4 separate regions of the Mus musculus genome follow, and all the other regions are linked to region 4. A link is a contact called in public promoter capture Hi-C data. All regions are on one chromosome and are shown on one strand. Each heading gives the region's core, a stretch centred on a gene start, on an enhancer-like site or on the middle of the called end of the contact. The rest is flanking DNA. Distances are from core to core; before and after follow the strand shown.

What was found. Promoter capture Hi-C pulls out the DNA fragments that hold promoters and counts their contacts. Capture Hi-C pulls out chosen DNA fragments and counts their contacts.
Region 1: a promoter capture Hi-C map of pre-B cells shows a contact between it and region 4. The contact joins the enhancer-like site here to the promoter of Zkscan8 in region 4. A contact is called at or near these places in 3 of 39 promoter capture datasets (neural stem cells, neutrophils and pre-B cells).
Region 2: a contact with region 4 is called in a promoter capture Hi-C map of second pharyngeal arch cranial neural crest. The contact joins the promoter of H2bc12 here to the promoter of Zkscan8 in region 4. A contact is called at or near these places in 9 of 39 promoter capture datasets (the 3T3-L1 cell line, cranial neural crest, frontonasal cranial neural crest and 5 more), 7 of 484 Hi-C or Micro-C datasets (B cells, CD4 T cells, cerebellum and 4 more), 2 of 115 datasets of contacts at active chromatin or transcription factors (astrocytes and bone marrow-derived macrophages) and 2 of 9 other capture datasets (liver and macrophages).
Region 3: a contact with region 4 is called in a promoter capture Hi-C map of adipose tissue. The contact joins the promoter of Zfp184 here to the promoter of Zkscan8 in region 4. A contact is called at or near these places in 4 of 39 promoter capture datasets (cranial neural crest, hippocampal neurons, liver and 1 more), 1 of 484 Hi-C or Micro-C datasets (pre-B cells), 1 of 115 datasets of contacts at active chromatin or transcription factors (microglia) and 2 of 9 other capture datasets (adipose tissue and liver).

The regions. Positions count from the first base shown.
Region 1 is chr13:22,000,104-22,003,210 of GRCm38.p6, reverse strand. Prss16 (protease, serine 16 (thymus)) reads left to right here. Exons shown (of 12, transcript NM_019429.2): 10 at 1-65; 11 at 140-285; 12 at 401-1,035. The coding sequence ends at 457. Among named protein-coding and RNA genes, the nearest start is that of n-TQctg1, 5.0 kb to the right of the region's middle. Within about 2 kb of position 1,485, at least 64 of the 459 cell types and tissues checked have an H3K27ac peak or open chromatin away from gene starts, as enhancers often do. A contact at or near this core is called in pre-B cells, where this site is marked.
Region 2 is chr13:22,034,424-22,037,593 of GRCm38.p6, reverse strand. H2bc12 (H2B clustered histone 12) reads right to left here and starts at 1,773. Exons shown (of 1, transcript NM_175665.2): 1 at 1,274-1,773. The coding sequence starts at 1,707. The coding sequence ends at 1,327. It overlaps H2ac12 (H2A clustered histone 12), which reads left to right and starts at 1,951. Exons shown (of 1, transcript NM_175659.2): 1 at 1,951-2,472. The coding sequence starts at 2,042. The coding sequence ends at 2,428.
Region 3 is chr13:21,943,413-21,946,357 of GRCm38.p6, reverse strand. It overlaps Zfp184 (zinc finger protein 184 (Kruppel-like)), which reads right to left and starts at 1,264. Exons shown (of 6, transcript NM_183014.1): 1 at 1,159-1,264; 2 at 559-802. The coding sequence starts at 565.
Region 4 is chr13:21,529,735-21,532,623 of GRCm38.p6, reverse strand. It overlaps Zkscan8 (zinc finger with KRAB and SCAN domains 8), which reads left to right and starts at 1,510. Exons shown (of 6, transcript NM_139141.4): 1 at 1,510-1,679. Gm32724 (a long non-coding RNA gene) reads right to left here and starts at 1,555. Exons shown (of 5, transcript XR_001780870.1): 1 at 1,470-1,555.

The sequences.
Region 1 (3,107 bases), core at 236-2,735, 470 kb before region 4:
GGCCCAGACAAACTCCTATTATGGTGGTCAGAGCCCTGGAGCCACCCAAGTACTGTTTGTTAATGGTGAGTGTACCACCAGGGCCTGGCTCTACAACATTGTAGTCTCAGTGCAGTGCCATCCTCTCCTTTCTTTCCAGGAGACACAGATCCTTGGCATGTATTGAGCGTAACACAGGACTTAGGACTGTCTGAGCCAGCCCTTCTAATTCCTAGTGCTTCCCACTGCTTCGATATGGCACCTATGAGGCCTTCAGACTCTCCCAGCCTCCGCCTGGGACGTCAGGTAAGAGAAAAGATCCTGAATGTTTTATATTCTCACTCACATACTTATTTGTATAACTCATCTTTTACTGGTGCTGAGTTCTGACTCCAGAATGTTCTCCATCTCTTCTTCACAGAAAATCTCCCAGCAATTACAGGATTGGCTCAAAGATATAAAGAAGAGCCAGAGTTGATGTGGGATCAAAACCCAGCCCTTTGACAGTCCCATCACAGGAACTGCATCCTGGCATTTTTCTTCACTGTAGAAGAGAAAACAGCTGTTTGGAAGGAGGAAGTTCCTAGACGTGGGACTCAGTGCCTGTTCTGCCTGCTTGTTCTCAATTTATCTTCATTGCCAACTAGAAGTTCTTTGTCACGGATTAGTATAAATGTAGGCAAATGATTACTGTCCTTTGTAGGTAGTGATATTCTGTATGGTAAATGTCAGGGGAATGTGGCTTTCCATGCTGGAGCCGCCTTCTCCCAGATAAGAACCTGGCTTAAATTCTGTCTCTTCATTCTTGACTGGCACCTACTGCATAGAACTCTTCACATCCTGACTCTGTCTCTCCTGAGTTTTAGTCTGTGGTAGTTGAACTTCATTGTCAGCCTACCTGAATTTAGAATCACATGGAAACATAACCCTGGACTGACTGACTACCTTTGAGCACGTTTTCAGTAAAGTTATACTGAAGAGGAAAGACCCGCCTGAAATGGTGGTAACACCCATTACTGAACTCCCAGCTGAATAAAAGAAATGGTGAGCACCGGCATTCATTTCTCTCTGCTGTGACTGTGGGCATGATGTGAGCAGCTGCCTCACAGCCCAGCTCGAATACCTCTGCCACTGTGATGGGCTGTATTCCATAATGCGAGCCAAAGCAAGCCCCGCCCTTCCCTCAGTGTTTCCTGTCACTTATGTGGTCACAGCTCTAGGAAAGGGAACCAATAGTCTGTCCCTGCATTCTGTGTGTTTCCGTTTGGAGGAAATGGGAGGCTACACAAACCTCCTCCTTCTTTTGATCTTCCTTTAGTACCTTCTTTACTCCCTTCTTCTCCCCACAAGCAAATGTCACCACTCTCCAGTACTCTAGCTTCTTGCCTGAAAAGTCTTGAGTTCTGGCTAGTCCCCCTGGTTTTCTACGTTCCAGTTTGGGGGTTGGTCCCAAAGCTAGTCTCTTAGGCTGTAGCACAGCTCACCCCTATGAGCAGCTGCCACTAATACTAGGACATAGGGAGTCCAGGGGAGTGACAGACTCTAAGGGGCAGGTTGAGAATGAGGGAAGGCTAGACAGAAAAGGTGTAACCTCTCTCTCTGTGAGGAAGTTCAAACCCAGAGAACAAGTTTTAACACTTAGGGCTAACCTTAGTTCTGCTTACAGAAACCACCCTGGGTCTTTTATTAGCCTCTAACCACATTTCCTCACCAGGTCTAACTGTAGCGTGTGTGATGGCCTTGCACATGGTGTGTGCTTATCATCTGTTAAGAGAGTCATGCTGCCCTTCCCCCCCAAAAAGAGAATCATGCACTCCATGCAGAATCCACATACTTGGGGTTTCCCTCCTACTATGCTGCATGTGCCGTCTGCAAAGTTCCTTGCAGTGTGAGACCTGCATGGATTCGGTCAATCTTCTTCGCTCTAACATTCTCAGGCCTTTTGGATAGGTCTCATGTGTCTGACCGGTTCTGCTCCTGCCTTCCAGGTATTCAGGCACTGTTGCACACCTGGGAAGTGGGTTGGGGGATTTTAGGATGAGTGTACATCATTTGCTGGGACTGAGGTGCTGGGAATGCCTCATTTACATGAAGAGGAATTCCAGGTGCTTGCTAGACATGTCCTTATAGGAAGAGGGGAAATTAAACCTGTAAGTTGGCCACCAGGCTAGTGTCTACTTAAACAGTGGTGGAGGTGGGAGTTGTAAGGCTATGTGCCTCTGGGCATGCAGGCCAGATCAGGGAGGGAGTAATTCTTACTCCTGCCAGTCTCGAGATGAGATGTCCAGGGTGACATGTCTGGACCTCACTCTTACTGGTTTAAAAAAGCTTTAAAAAAAAATAAAAAATCTCAAGCACAGCCTCCCTCTTTTCCCAACCTGTTCCTAGAGGCAAGTCTCCCAGACTTGCAAAACCAATAATTTAATGAAACCACATCAACTGAAAGAGGACGACTGTAGAGGAGAAGGGAGACCAATGAAAGGAGGAGGTCAAAGGACAGTGGGGAAGGAGGGTGAGCAAGAGCAACATGTATCTTATTTTATCAGAACAGAGAAATTTTGTTATTATTTTTCTTTTGCCTTTATGTTTTAATCTCAGATATACAATTAAAATAAATGCATTAAGTGAGCACTACAGGGGTTTTTTTATGAAGGCTCACTTCTGGGTTAGATGAAGCCCAGATGATTGTAAATGCTCTATTTGCACTTACATATGTAAGACTGGCAGAGATAACAAAAAAAAAAAGGACCAGGAGGAACACAGCATGACATCAGCCTTGTCAGTCAGACACAGAACACGTCTCATGTTTACTAATCCAGTATGTGCTGGAGTCCATAGAGCTAGTTAGCCCACGATGTGTAATCTCAGCCAGCCTTCAACTCCTCCAGGAAATTCACAGGACAAAGGTGCAGATAGAAATGCATTTCTTTTACTTTGTAGGTCTGTACAACGTGAGAAAGGAGCTCGATTCCAGGACTGACTTGGAAAGAAGATCTAAGATCAATTAGCTTTTCTAATCTCCTCCCCCCAGTTTTTCATCAAGCAGGGAATGCTCTACTTTGGGGTTCTCTGCCCCACATAGCTAGGTGTTCCCAGCACTTGTTACAGGAGAGAGGACATTGCCTGGG
Region 2 (3,170 bases), core at 524-3,023, 500 kb before region 4:
GGGTTATAAACACTGCCGTTGTTAAGAGTGAATGGGACAGAGCAGAGAAAATTGGACTTGGGAAACTCTAGAAAGCTCACTTTACACCATCCCTCCATTTACTTGTGATAGATACCTTCTCCAATTAATTACCTCCACCCTTGCTCTTTGCTTTGAAAATAGTTTTCTTTATATCCCTCTAGATTGCTTCCAGCATTAAAAAAAATAAAATAAAATAGTAAATACTACCTCAGATTTGTGTAAAGATTAAATGGGCTGGGCAGTGGTGGTGCACGCATTTAATCCCAACACTTGGGAGGCAGAGGCATATGGATTTCTGAGTTCGAGGCCAGCCTGGTCCAGGGCTACACAGAGAAACCCTGTCTCGAAAAAAAAAAAATTAAATGGGTTCATATGCTTGGCATGTTGATAAGCACTCAAGAAGTGATTACAGTCATTTTATATGTTTTCAGAATATTAACCTAACAGGCAAATTTCTAATAAAGACTTGGATGGATAGAAAACTTGTTCTGCTTGATAAAATATTCCAGTCTGACCTTGCTCACCTGTAAGATCACCTCCAGGAGAAAGCAATCCATCCTGTATTCTCAATATCTGTATCCTTAAAGCTTAGACAGGGAAGAGGCAAAAATGTTTCCCTTTAAATAAATTGTCCCCCATGGGTCCCCTCTGCCTCCACACCACACCCCAGGGTTTCACTGTGCAGCCCTGACTGTTCAAACTCACTCGGTAGACTAGACCGGCCTCAAACAGGCATCCACCTGGCTTTGCCTTCAGAGTGCTGGGTTCAAATAAAGGCAGGCACAACTACAGCAAGGTTTAAATCGTTGGTTTTGTCTGGTTTGGCTTAACTAGCCTCCATTTAACTTTTTTTAACAGGAGACCGGATCTTGTAAGCTAACCTAGCCAGAATTTCTAACACAGAACACGATTTTAAGATCCTAATCTTACTTCTACTTACCAGAACACAAGCATTATAGATGCGCTCCACCTCATCCAAACTTACGCAGCAATGGGGACTAAGCTGAGCTTCAGGTATGCCAAACACTCTCCCAGCTGAATTTACACCCTCAGCCCTGACCTGATTTTGAACAAATTACGCCAGAATACAATATAACTTTAAGTCAAAAGGTCATTGTGGCTTACACAAAACTGGGAGACCCTGACCGAGACAAGCAACTCTGTAGTGCATTCAACACTACATACACCTGCCACAGGAATCAAGAGCCGTACTCGAAGGTGAATTCATGTTTGCAGCTCTAATACTGGTGGTTTAGTGGCTCTTAAAAGAGCCTTTGGTGCTAGACGTCAACCCTATTGAGAAGTTTACTTGGCGCTAGTATACTTGGTGACAGCCTTGGTGCCCTCCGACACGGCGTGCTTGGCCAGCTCCCCGGGCAGCAGCAGGCGCACGGCCGTCTGGATCTCCCGGGACGTGATGGTCGAGCGCTTGTTGTAATGCGCCAGGCGGGACGCCTCGCTCGCGATGCGCTCGAAGATGTCGTTCACGAACGAGTTCATGATGCCCATGGCCTTGGAGGAGATGCCGGTGTCGGGGTGCACTTGCTTCAGCACCTTGTACACGTACACCGAGTAGCTCTCCTTGCGGCTGCGCTTGCGCTTCTTGCCGTCCTTCTTCTGGGCCTTGGTGACGGCCTTCTTGGAGCCCTTCTTCGGGGCGGGAGCGGACTTCGCAGGCTCAGGCATGGCGTAGAAATGAATAGAAAACAAAGCTGAACACCCAACAGGACAAGCAGATAGGAACACCACGGGTACTCTTTATCTAGAACTTCGTATGCAAATAAAGTGAAATGCCCTTGTCTGGGTAGTGGTCACTCAGAGAAAAGGCTGAGCCTGCTTTTACCCAATGAGAATACACAACTCCCAAAACCTCGTTTCCATTGGTTAAGTTGAACTCACAATGCTAACCAATGACGGGCCTCCTTTTTCGCGCCCTGGCTTGACTATAAAAATCTACAGAGTTTCCCTTTGTTTCTGCTGTTTAGCTAACGCTTACCAGGGAAGTTTTAAGTTGTACAATATGTCTGGACGCGGTAAGCAGGGCGGCAAGGCTCGCGCCAAGGCCAAGACCCGCTCCTCCCGGGCCGGCCTGCAGTTCCCCGTGGGCCGCGTGCACCGGCTGCTCCGCAAGGGCAACTACTCGGAGCGCGTGGGCGCCGGCGCCCCGGTGTACCTGGCGGCCGTGCTGGAGTACCTGACGGCCGAGATCCTGGAGCTGGCGGGCAACGCGGCCCGCGACAACAAGAAGACGCGCATCATCCCGCGCCACCTGCAGCTGGCCATCCGCAACGACGAGGAGCTCAACAAGCTGCTGGGCCGCGTGACCATCGCGCAGGGCGGCGTCCTGCCCAACATCCAGGCCGTGCTGCTGCCCAAGAAGACCGAGAGCCACCACAAGGCCAAGTGAAGCAGGTTTCAATATCTCCCAAAGGCTCTTTTCAGAGCCACACACAAAGTCCAGAAAGAAGCTGGTACATGTAAATCTAAGATCTCCTTTGTGAAGTGATAGTACTAATTCCAACCACGTGGTGAGTAAGCTGCAGTCCAGTGTAAATGTGTTCTCTCCGCGTGGGACTTAAGCATTCAAGTTTAACCCTTCTAGGAATATTTGGATCTTGAAACTGCTTTCTTGGTCTTTTTTTCATCAAGTATTTTTTGTTTTTTCAGACAATCTCATTAAAACCCACTGTAGGACAAGCCAGTCTGCCTCTGCCTTGGATATTGGGACTTTGACCTTCCCAAGCTGGCATAATCTATCATAGACACCAGGTCTGGTTAACCTTCAACAGATGAGGTTTTACTTTTTTTTTCCACTTTGCAGCAGAACATGTTAGAAGACTTTACAGGTCTTAATGCTGCTTAACTGGTGTGTGTGCATGCCCACCTGCTAGCCAGAAGTAAACGATCAATTTTAAGTTACTTTTTTTTTCTTCTAAATCCCCATAATGTTTTCACAAATCTTACTGCTCAAAGGAGCAGAAACTCGGGGGGGGGAGGGGGGGTAAGAGCCTGCCTGGTAACGAAGGGGATAAAGTCCTCAACTTGACCCAAGAATAAAATTTAACAAAACAGTGTAAAGAATATGTGTGCTCTGCAGTTCATTTCTAAAAATAGAGCCTAATTAATTGTGTTGAAATAATGATTCCAAG
Region 3 (2,945 bases), core at 15-2,514, 410 kb before region 4:
AAAGAAGTCTAGCGATCTTATATGGACCTATCATAGGAAATGAGACTTAGGCTGCTTGACAGGGAACTTAGGAGTTCTAACAGCTGAATTCACAGGTAACGGCATCATTGTAAAATTACTGACAGTATCTGGTGCTTTTAAGATCTACACACAGGTTACAGGACTAGGCACTGTTAGTAAAAGGAACTAAAAAACAAGGAAACATTTGCACCCAAATGGTGAGTTTAAGTCCACACACACACTTGCACCAGAACAAGCTTGAAAAAATTGCTTTCTGCAAGATATTTCAAAACTAATCTTTGCAATAAGTTAAAACACCTTTTTTTTTCTGACTAAAGTTTTCTATTCGGAAATGTAATAAAAGAGAAATGTCAAGAGGATCAGATATTCTGAACTGTTGTTCCTTTTCAAATTCTGATGTCCAGAACTCAGAATTAATTCTTTCAAGCCTCTTTCGATGATGTAATTAGGTTTCTTTACCCCTGGCCACATTACTTCTTCCTCCCACCTCTCAGTTCGCCATACACCAGTCCTCTCTGCCCTGGCCATTGCCATTACCTGCCATCCCAGGAGCTCTACGTCTTCCGCTAGAACTTGGACACGTGGATACCTGGGCAGCTTCAGTTTGGGACTTGGATGTCCCGCTCTCCTTCCAGAGTAGGTGTCTTATGCTCTACGAGACTGGCCTACCAGGCACAGGATACACTCTGCAGCACGCGTCTTACAGTCGCACCTCAGACTCGTACAGAGTAGCCAAGAGGTCCTGTCCAAGATCGGACGTGCACAGGGGAAGTTTGGATTGCTACAAGAAACAAAAAGTGAATAGGGAGCGAACAGCTCTGCCTCGCTGCAGTAGAGACTCTGGGCGCCCACCTAGTCTTGGCCACCCGCCCTCCACAGGGTCTGCGATCTCCCACTTTCCCAGGCGGCCAGACACACCTGTTGCGGGGCACACCAGAAAGGCGGGCTGCTCCGCATTTTGCTGGCCCGGCCCAGAACAAAGGAACAAAGCCTTGGGGAACCCGCGGTCCCCGGCAACGCCGAGGGGAGGCGCGCCCCCTTCCCTGACTCCCCGGCTTCCTCCCGCGCATGCCGCACTACGCGAGCCCGCAAGGTGACGTCACACACCCAAGGCGCTGGTGGTTGCCATGGTGATACCTGGACTCCAGTCTTGTGACGCACTCCAAGGATCCTGGATCCAGATGACCTGGGATGGTCATCAAAACTCAGGCTGTGAGTTTACGCCGTGGGACGAGCCAAACGCCCACCCCTTTCCACGCCCACAGTCGGCTTAGCGGTCACTTCCGGTCGCGTAGACCCTTTCCCTTGGTTTCCCCCTCCCCGCAACACACAGGAGCGCCTCACCGGGGAACACAAAGGACCACAATTCCCAGAATGCAACGCGCAGTGTTTCTGAATTACTTTTCCCAGGTTTCCACAAATGCTGCAGTCCCTCCTGGTGGCTCGGGAGGTTGAACCTGCCTACCGTTTGTGTCCAGTGATTTGGATTGTGAGCAGAGGTGGCCATATATAGCGTTTGTAACCAATATTCACACACCCTCAGGGTTTTGGGCGGAGATGTTGGGGGCAGTACCATGCCCCTCAGGCTGGTCTCGAACTTGCTATATACATGTGGCTGGCCTTGAAATCCTGATCCACCTTCTCCACCTCCTAAGGATCTGACCTCCCCTCACAGAGAATTTCAAAATGCAAGCGTACATTTCATCGTTCAACCCTACTTTTATTACCTGGTTGGTCTGCATTCTCATTTATATGGTATTTGTCGTTTTGAAAATATTTTTTCGTTTTCATGTCTTCGAAAAACGACTCTCATTTTTTTTTTAAATACTAAAGAAGCCGGGAGAAGGTGATGGTACAGTATTTTACATACTGCACGTTTCCTTGCCTAGCACTTAAAGCATATCCATTAGTGCTCTAGACGAACACAGAAGATTGCAACAAATAGGTTTTTATGTTTCAAAGATGTGGCCCACTCATCTAAGGGCTTCTGTTCCTCCCCAGTTATTTGACAGAAGGGCTAAAGTGGCTCCCCTCCTTAGCTGAGAGCACCAGACCTGGAAATGATAATGCTACACATGAAAACTTTAAGGAAAGGGGATGATATTTAGAGAAATGGTTGCAACAAGACATTCGATAAAAAAGAGAATGCAAACAGCAATCATGTTTAGTTTTTTTTTTTTAATTGATTTTATGTGTCTGTTTGTGGGCATATGTGAAGGGACATGCTTTGGTGTCCAGAAAAGGATGTAGGAGCCCTTGGAACTAGAATTTATAGAAGACTGCATGCTTAGGACCAGACTTCTAACACTAGCTTTTCTGTTTGCTGGCTAGGAGCACCTCACAGGTTTTGGTTCTGGGAATGGGGCTCTGTTGAAATAAATGCCTGGACACATGAAAGTGACTTTGAAATTTGATTATGAGTAGAAGCTAGAAGAATTACTGAGTTATAGCATTTAAACTAAATTATTCTTAAAAGATGGATGCTGGGGATGGTGAGATAGCTCAGCGGGTAAGAGCACTAACAGCTTTTCAGGAGGTCCTGAGTTCAAATCCCAGCAACCACATGGTGGCTCACAACCATCTGTAGTAACATATGAGGCCCTTTTCTGGTGTCTAAAGACAGCTACAATGTACTTACATATAATAAATAAATTATTTTTTAAAAAGTCTCAAATGCCTTTAAAAAATGGATGCTATATAGACATTAGATTCTAGTGATGACTCAGATGGAAGTGAGGTGCATGGGAAACAGCTACAGTCATCTTTCATATATTCTCATGGTTAGGACAGTCAACCACATGTCTGTTTACTACACTGAAAAATCCAGACTGGGAGATATTTGAAAACTGTAATGACAATTTTGGAATTTTGGTTGTTTTTTTGTTTTTTTTTTTTTTTTTTTTTTTAAGAAATATAAGAATGTG
Region 4 (2,889 bases), core at 261-2,760:
TGGATGGCATCACCCAGAATAGACTGTGCCCTCCTCCATTGATCACCAATTGAAAAAATGACCTACAGCTGGATCTCATGGAGGCATCTTCTCAACTGAGGCTCTTTCCTCTCTGATGAATCTAATTTATGTCAAGTTGACACACAGAACCAGCCAGTACATGTAATAAATGCAGAAAAACCTTCATTCAACAAGAACATCTTGTTGGAAATTATAGAACACACACTGAAGTCCTATAAACATAGAGTATGGGAAAGATCTCAGTGGGCACAGAGGTGTTATTAAACATCAGAGAATCCATATAGGCTAAAACCCTATGGGTACATAAAGTGTGGAAAGCCTGTATAAGTTAGGCTCTAACTAGGTATCAGAGAATTTATAGAGTAAATTAGTTCTACTAAAAAGAGAACAGTACCAAAAATTACTTAGTGCTCAGGATTAATAGACAGAATCTACCTTAGAGACCACGAGTGCCCATAATGTGGGCAAAACTTCAATCATCATTTAAAAACTTGAATCAAAGAATATGAGTCAAATATTCTTTTATTTCTAATTTAGTTGTTTTGAAAGAGGAATCAACTTCAGAAGGCTTTAACCTATTTGTATTGACTTACATTTATAATACCAATTTTATAATCCCAAATTTATAATCACTTGATTTATGCTTTTAATCCCAACACTTGGGAAGGTGAGGCAGGAAGTTTGCCCTGCGGCCAGCTAGGGCTACAGAGAGACTTGATCTAAACTAGCAAAACAACAAAATGTAACCCTGTCTATTGTGTTCACTTGTGACCCAAGCTTGGCAATTCCTGGCTGAATATGACTTCTCCCTTCTGTTCTAGTTCTTTGCTTGTCCATTCGTTTATATGACACTAGGTAAGACATTCACATGTCCTCTGCCTCATTTCCTCGAGATGAGAATGAGATTCACCAACTCTATCTCAACAAGTTGAAACAGATAAAAGTTGTCTTTGACATTAAAAAGTAAACCAATGTTCATTGTTTTCCACCAATTTTCTATTTAAATTTTAAGTTAGGGGTCTGGTTATTTTGTAGACGTTTTGTTGTTTCCAACCATAAGTATCTGGAGGATGAGAACACTCATAGTCAAAGAGAAAGCAATGGTCAGTAGGAACTTTATAAATATACTACTGTTCCTAGGAACTACAAAGGTTTAAATTCTTCAATACGCAGTGAAAGTTGGGAATTTGGAGTAATCATGAAGCATTAATGGGAAAGCACAAGGTAACTAAGAAGAATAAAGAGAAATCCGTTAAGTATACTCCTGAGCCCAGCGCAGGCCTCTGGATCTGTGATCAGCCACCCAACTCTTAAACTTGTCACCTGAAGCCCGAGGCTGGCCAGACAAAAGCTTAGGTGACTTAAAGCTATGTCACTCCTCAGGATGTCCCGCATAGCCGCCCTCCACCTGGTGTAGCTGAGGGCGCTCGGTCCTTTTGCTGGCCTACCATAGAGCTGTCAGACCTCCGAGCTTCCTAGAGAGCTTCCGGAAGTGGCTGTGGGGCAAGATGCGTGCTGCCCGGCTCTGCGGCTCCAAGGGTTTGGAACTTAGCGGCTGCAGGGGTCCCGCTCGGGTTCGGTGTCCGTCGCGTCTCCTCGCGCGCTTCCCTGTCCGCGCTGTGCCGCCTCCCGCCCTCGGGCAGCGTGGGGAGCTCTCGGTGAGTGCGCTGGGCCGAGCAGGGGCGCTCGGGCAGCGGAGGCCCGAGAGCGGGGAGCGGGTCGGTTCAGGGCCTGCCGCCGCTGAGCAGGCCGACACCCGGCCCCAACTTCCTACGGGATGGCTCTCCTCATCGCCAGTCATCATGTATATAATTTTGCACTCGCTCTTACTTGTAAAGCCGGCCCGTGTACCAACTGTTTCTACTCAGCAGTTTTGCCGATCGGTCTCAAAATTCATTTTTAAAGATAATAATTTTTTTCTTTTGAAGCCTCTACCCCACGTGGAAATCTTTGATTTTTTTTTTTTTTGTTACTCTTTTTTTTTTTTTTCTACCCATAAAAGAAGTATATTATGAAAGTAGTTCATGTAATGGCTGAACAGTTGTATGCAAAAGAAATACTTTAAGTAATTCTGGGGTAACAAAATTAAACCTTATTCAGAATACTTTGCTTACCTAGTTTATTAAAGCTAACTGAAATAGAATCTTGAAAATTCGGTAGGTTCCCATTCCCAAAACTCGGGTCATTCATGAGTAATCTCTGTTGGATTTCTAAGACGTTGACCACCACTTGACCACATACTTCTATTTGTCCGATTCACTTAAGTATTGCTATGCAGCAATCATCATTTTAGTGAATGTGCACGTTTTGAGTTCCTTGTGGTTAAATATAAAAATGTCAGTCTTAAAAGCATTCATCAAAGCAACTTCCTTGAGAAGCCCATAGCCACGCTTGTGCGTCTGGCCCTCTCCTGAGTGCCTTTCTCCTAACCCTCATGCTCAAGCCTTATTAAAATAACTTTTAAAATCTCCAAAACAAACAAACAAAATGAATGAATGCCATTTCAGATAACTACAAAGCATGTTTGTTTCATCTACTTCTTCTTAATCTCTAAAACCTGGAGATTATCATTCCTGGTTTGTATTCGGTTCTCAGACATCTCTCAAGTTTAATTAATCAGAAAGGAAAGTACATCTCCTGCATCTCTTGAGAAGCCAGTATTTGAGTTGTGCCTTCCTTAGTTTTCAAGGCTTTAACATTTTCGATCCCGAATAAGCCTAAGATTGTTGCCTTTCCGTTCATAAGGCAATCATCCTGACCAGATGTTCTTCAAGGATGGTGTGTAGGGATCAGTGTTTCTCTGTAGGTACTTTCCAACACTGCAATGTGTATGCACAAAATTATTAGAGAGGAGAATGAAATGGCCAT